2 separate regions of the Mus musculus genome follow, and region 2 is linked to region 1. Evidence: chromatin contacts called from public HiChIP or PLAC-seq data. All regions are on one chromosome and are shown on one strand. The core of a region is the stretch at or near the end of the contact, and the rest is flanking DNA. Distances in the headings are between cores, read along the strand shown.

Region 1 (3,116 bases), core at 81-2,580:
AAACACATGCAGGTACATACACATAAAAATAAACAGATAAATCTTATGTCTAAAGCAGAAAAAAAAAAATCACCCAAAGAAGTTTTAAAGAACCTTCAACGGGGAAGCTTTTCCAGCTGCGGCGCTTAGTCACAAAGAATGCCTCCATTCCTTGGCCTGCCCAGAGAGCCCTGCACTGTTTTGTCTTGAGTGGCATTCAGGATTTAGATGCATACATGTATTACTTGCCATATGAGATACTCGTGACACTGGATTTTTGATGTGGGAACCACTTGTTCTTGATCTCTGATGACCGAAGTGAATGAAATGCATAGCGGTGAAGGATCGCCAGTTGTCTTCAAAGAATATTATTGTCTTAGTCAGGGTTTCTATTCCTGCACACAACACCATGACAAAGAAGCAAGTTGGAGAGGAAAGGGTTTATTCAGCTTACACTTCCACGTTGCTGTCCATCACCAAAGGAAGTCAGGACTGGAACTCAAGCAGGTCAAGAAGCAGGAGCTGATGCAGAAGCCATGGAGGGATGGTACTTATGGCTTGCTTGCCCTGGCTTGCTCAACTTGCTTTCTTATAGAACCCAAGACTACCAGCCCAGAGATGGCACCACCCACCATGGGCTAGGCCCTCCCACCCTTGATCACTAATTGAGAAAATGCCTTACAGCTGGATCTCATGGAGGCACTTCCTCAAGGGAGGCTCCTTTCTCTGTGATAACTCCAGCCTGTGTCAAGTTGACACACAAAACCAGCCAGTAGAGTTCTCAAAGGATATGAGACTAAACTTAGGAAATATGACAAGTATAAGAGGGTCACTTTTCTCTTAAAATTCCAAGACCAGTTATTTGGCAGTAGTCATAAAACAGTGAGGTTGTGAGAAGACTTTGAGCCTGGAATCCCAGCTACACCAGACCTGCAGAGCAAAGCGTCTACTGCACACCAACTCACCTTCTGCTTAAGGTAGCAGAGGGATCATGAGGGATCACTGCTACCAGCCTTTGCTGTCAAAAGCCTCTCTACCTTCTCTGAGTCTATACAACTCAAGATAATCTCACAAAGAGTCTCTTGCATTCACTCATTGTCTGTATCCATTCATTCATATTTATTCTGCATATATTTGTTGGCCACTGGCCATGCATTATGCTAGCCCTGGGGGTGCCATAATATTCATAACATCCTGGCCTCTGACTACATGATCCAAAAGACTTTGGTGACAGTGATATCTTTGTTAGGATGTCCTAAGAATGAAGGGATTCATCAGTATCACAAGTCTGACTTGTGTTCTCTGTCATGGCTTCTTTAGCATAGGGATGGCAGTCTAGTGAGTGTCTCCCCTGTGGGAACTCATGGACTCTTGCCAGGTGCCCGTCTCTGTGCTGGACTGCAAAGCCATCTTTCTCCCTCCCTCATGCTACCTGTTCTGTCAGTGTAGATGACTTTAAAACAATGCCTTCTGCTTTTCTTCTTGGTTTCTTAGCATGGTGGCTGGTCTGGTAGGAGCTCCATACAAACATTTACACCAATGCCCATCCCCTCCGTTTGATTAGAAAATGAAAAGGTTTGTTTCCCAGCTACCCAGGGATGAGCTGGAGAAGCACACCAGCTTCTGGCAAGTGGTCAGAGCTCCACATCCGTGTATGGCAATTTGCCACAGACCAACCTTGAAAGGAGTCAAGGCCAAGCAGAATTGCTGAGAGGCGATTTGGGCTGTGTGATCCAAGCCTCTCTGTGTCTTACCAGCATAATCTGATTTGATTCTCAGGGCTTAATTACACCGGTAGAAACCTTATGTAGGAAATTTTCCACCTACCACATCTAATTAGATATGTCCCCCAAAACTTGAACCTTGGGTCACTGCAGTTTACCTAAGCACAGTAAAAGCTCTCTGTCTTAGCTCATTATCCGCATAGCTCCTTCCCCGGGGAGAGTGTATAGCATACCCTTTAACCTGGAAATGATGTGGCTGCCCAGAGGGAGAGAATCCACACACAGAAAAAGAACAATCTGTGGCTGGCCCTGACACTCAGAGTTTGTGTGTGCATGAAGAGGCCCCCCACGTGCCTCTTGAGAGTCTCCAATGCCCCTACCACTGCTACCCAGGCACTGCCTCTCCTTTTATCTTCACAGTATTGCTGTGTGGGAAATAGAGAAGTCTTACCAGTTTTCACAAAGAGAGGGAAATTATAGCTTGCTGACTGACCTCTGAGAGATCAGAAATGTGTGCTGAGTCCACCTCATATTCTCTACGTGTGGGACGGGATGAGTGGCGCAGTCTTGGAATAGGTAGCCTAACTGACTCCTAGCTTGCCCTCTGCCTCCCTCCCCCTACCACGCTTTCATCCCCAGCACAAAGGAAAACCAGCTTGACATAGGCACACTCATCAACTAAGTATTTATAAAGACCCTGAAAGCTGCAGAGAGGAGTATAAAGGCATTTAAGATGTGTGTTCTGTATCATTGGAAAGCTTAAACCTAAATTGTAGAAATAAGGCAGAGACATTAACATTTAAGGGGTGATACATAGTCTCCACTGATGGAGTGCTGGGTGACTCAGTGTCTCAGTAGGACAGAGGCAAGAAAGAACACGTGGCTAAACAGGGAATATAAAATGGGAGTGGACCAGACTATGACTAATGAGTAAAATGGATCTGCTGGGAGAAGGGCATCCATGTGGAGAAAACTAGGTGAGCAAATGCTAGCGACAGAAATAGGCAAAGCATTTTGATGCAAAGCAAATTGCTGAAACACAAATCAGAATTTACATAGAGATGAGGTGGAAAGTCTTTTCAAACTGGTAGACTGGGAACTCTTAAACACCAACTGACCTTTTTAGATAGGAGCATGATGATAATCTTTTAAGGGTGATTCGAGTGACGGAATAAAACAGAGATTCTCTTTTTCCAAACCCTCACCATCCTCTGTGTCTCACAACCTCTGCCTCAACCTCATTTCTCACAGCGTTTAGCAAATCACTAAGCATTCTGCATTATCTAACATACCCCGACATTACAGTGCTACCTAGGGAATTTGTTCTCGGTTTTCCTAAGGTATCACAGCAGGTCAGATGTGATAAAGCTTGTGATGACCTCTGCTTGCATTACCTACATACAGCAGTTGGCC
Region 2 (3,116 bases), core at 267-2,766, 170 kb after region 1:
TGTTGTTGTTGTTATAGAGTGTGGTTTCGATTTTAATTTTTAGAATCGATCTTTCCCAAAAACGATGTCTCCTTTCAGCTCTGGGCTGTGCATCTCTGTGCCCCAAGCCTTGTTTTAAGCCTTGCTATAAAATGGAAATCCTGATAAAGACATAGAAATAGCAACGGAAATCAGCAAGACGGGGGAAAGTGCTGTCGCTGCTGACACTCCACCCTCATCTATTTAAACAGCTTCGGAAAAGAAACTGCTAGAAGCTGGTTAAGGAGTTTCCAAATGTGTGACTGTAAATGACTATCTCTAATCATGGCTGAATAAACCAAACGCAGCAAATGAGCTGGCGGCTCACACAGAAGGCCCGAGACTGTTGGAATTGCATCTGCTGAATGGATAATGACCCATGTCAGTGCATGGGTCTTTGGAAAGTTAAAGTCCTAAGTTTGATCAATTCGTTTATATATGTACACAGACAGAGAGGCTGACAGACATGTGTGTACATGTACACACACACACACGTATATATTTAGGAAAAGAATAGAGGAAAATGTCCTCTGACATTTCATCCTGAATTGGTAGGGAAAGCACTGGGCAAGTAATTACTGGGTTTGATCATTAAGGAGTGTTATATCTAAATTCGTGGAATACTGGAGTTTAAAACTGACCTACCTGTTTGCTTTAAACAACTTTAACTATCAAGCATAAACATTATTACTTATGTTTTTCCTTTAAGAGGAAAATTTAAAAACTCCTCCTCCTGAGGAGACTGCCCTCCACTGATGGTCAGCTTGGCTGTCAAGTCCATGTGGCTAACTCTTTTTAATTCTCTAACTTCTATAACTGAGGGAGAGAAGAGCTGGCGACACTCGGTATCTAAATCATCTCTTAACGTTTTCCTTTCTGGTCAAAACACACGCGTTATCATCCCATAGTTCTGTATGATGAAGGAGGGGCAGGACACGTGCCCTTTTGTGAGGCCACCTTCATGTTTCCTCTTGGCTGGGACTGCTGTCTTCATGCAGGGAGCACCTCTCGGCTGGCTTTGAACATTCATTGGCTTTGTTATAGTTTAGAACATCAATATAAAATTCTGCTAGCAAACTTGAGACAAAAATAAGAGATGCAGAATATGACTGGTTGTTGAACTCAGGAAATGTATGCCGAATGTAGCAAGGAGTTAATCGAGGGCCAGGAACATACCCTTGCCTTTGTTTCTAGCCAAACATAGAATTTATTAGATCTTTCCCAGTAAGCTATGAGCCTATGGGTTCCAAAGACAGTGTATCACATATCATAGCATCTCTCTCTGAGAAGTAGAGCAGGAGGAGGAAATAGGAAGCCAGTTTTCATCCCTTGCCTGGCATGAGACTTGTTCCAAATCTTCTTTGTTTCCCAACATGGTTGGAAGATACAATCGAAGCCTGTTATATTGAGAAGAACTGCCTCTCTGCCCTGTCAGTGGCGCTAAGCCACCAGGGGTTCTGGGGGGCCAGGAAGGGTGATGCCCATCCTCCACACCAACTGACAGGGGATGCGAAACTTGCCCTCTCCTACAGCACAATGGTGCTCTGTCCTTCTCTAGGAGACTTTAATATAGTAACTGAATCAGGTGAAATTTGATCAGATGTGTACAGCTCCGTCTTCTCACTTTGCCACATAACAATTTATAGAGGTGTTTCTACCATGGTCCTGTTTTATTAAATGATATTTGAAGTGTTCCACTCTCAGAGAAAATGTGGTTTATATCCTTGGCATACATTTACATAATCTCGTTAAGGAGATCTGGCAGCTTAGTTAAACTATCCCAATAAAAAATATATATATCTTATCTTTGGTAGAAGAAAGGCTGTTTTCTCCAGAGGGAACAAGAGGCAGATATGGGATCTGGGCCCATTTTGAGACCTTTGGCTCTAGTTATAGTTCTGTTTTCCATGTTATGTATTTGAACTTTGTTAAAAGAGATAGATGAGGAGTAACTTATGTTTGGAGGACCCAGTCATGTAAGGAGAGGATGCTCTATCTAATGTATATTAAATGTGGATTTTAAAAGGGAATTTTTACTTGTTGCCTTAGAAAATATTTCTATTAAAAAAAAAATAAAACAAGGGTGATGAATTACCAGCAATCTCTCAGCTCCCCCGCTGGAGCCATCAAATTAAGGGTTAACCTCCCAGGATCCCCTGAATTAATCAGGAGCTGAGCCAGCGGCAGGATGGGGAGGGGGAGGGGATTGGCAGAGCTCAGCCTCCCCCAGGAGGCTCCCAGCACAACAGAGCAGCCCACTGTGGTATAGCCACTGAGAAGGCAGACCCTTTCACAAAGAAAAAAGCAAGCACCGGAAGCCTGTCTCTAGCCCCCTCACACACACACTCCCCCCCACACACACCCCACCCCACATCCCACCCCTGCACCAGCTCAGGCCTCCTGCCTATCAGGTGCCAATCCTCCGTTGTCTGGGAACCAAAAAGCACTAGGTCTGACTATTTTTCAGTACAGAGTTCATTGTAAATACATGCTTTTCTTTTTTGGAAGTCAGGCTATGCGTGCCCCTGGGTGGCCTTTTTAGGCTCCATGGGCTCATCCAGCTCTCTGTGGAGAGAAGCCTTAGCTGGGTGGACAGTAAGGCCTGCCAACCTCTGCCATACCAAGCAGCAGGGAGAGCCAGTGCCCCGGACCTCCTGAGAGACAAAGAATCTAAAGTGGTAGAGATGGGGCCTGGGAATCCGCCTTCCTTACAAGCTTTCTTTTCTCGTGGCACATACAATTTTAAGAACCACTCATTCCAGAAGCTGTTTGGGCTGGTTGGTTTAAACAAAACCCCTGCTATCGCCATCAGTTACTTCATGGTTTCTAAAGAGCTCACTCTATGAGCTCTCCCTCTGCAACCTGGCCTTTGAATCACATTGGGTATCTGTGAGAAAGAGTACCGATGCCCATGCTCACACACATCTCTGTCCCAGTGGGTTACCCTTCAGGACCCGAGCACCTCTGGTGAGAACTGAAAGACTCCCTCTTCCTTCCCTTCGTGCTGCTATCTACAGCTTGAGATACCTTATAGCAGCAGCGTTCCAGCTGTGTCTGCTTCCTGCTTCCCTTCCGTGGCTCACAGTAATCAGATAAGC

The links. HiChIP or PLAC-seq counts read pairs in DNA pulled down with a chosen protein or histone mark.
Region 2: a contact with region 1 is called in an H3K27ac HiChIP or PLAC-seq map of oligodendrocyte precursor cells, with 6 times the contacts expected there. The contact joins two enhancer-like sites. A contact is called at or near these places in 1 of 39 promoter capture datasets (liver), 1 of 484 Hi-C or Micro-C datasets (stem cell-derived motor neurons), 1 of 115 datasets of contacts at active chromatin or transcription factors (oligodendrocyte precursor cells) and 1 of 9 other capture datasets (embryonic stem cells).

What each region holds. Positions count from the first base shown.
Region 1 is chr12:53,863,296-53,866,411 of GRCm38.p6, forward strand. The region is part of intron 5 of Npas3 (neuronal PAS domain protein 3); the gene reads left to right. It overlaps Gm35614 (a long non-coding RNA gene), which reads left to right. Exons shown (of 2, transcript XR_381599.3): 2 at 1-3,116. Among named protein-coding and RNA genes, the nearest start is that of Gm35614, 33 kb to the left of the region's middle. Within about 2 kb of position 1,331, at least 18 of the 459 cell types and tissues checked have an H3K27ac peak or open chromatin away from gene starts, as enhancers often do. A contact at or near this core is called in oligodendrocyte precursor cells, where this site is marked.
Region 2 is chr12:54,032,580-54,035,695 of GRCm38.p6, forward strand. All of the region lies in intron 7 of Npas3 (neuronal PAS domain protein 3), which reads left to right. Among named protein-coding and RNA genes, the nearest start is that of Gm35818, 110 kb to the right of the region's middle. Within about 2 kb of position 1,517, at least 36 of the 459 cell types and tissues checked have an H3K27ac peak or open chromatin away from gene starts, as enhancers often do. A contact at or near this core is called in oligodendrocyte precursor cells, where this site is marked.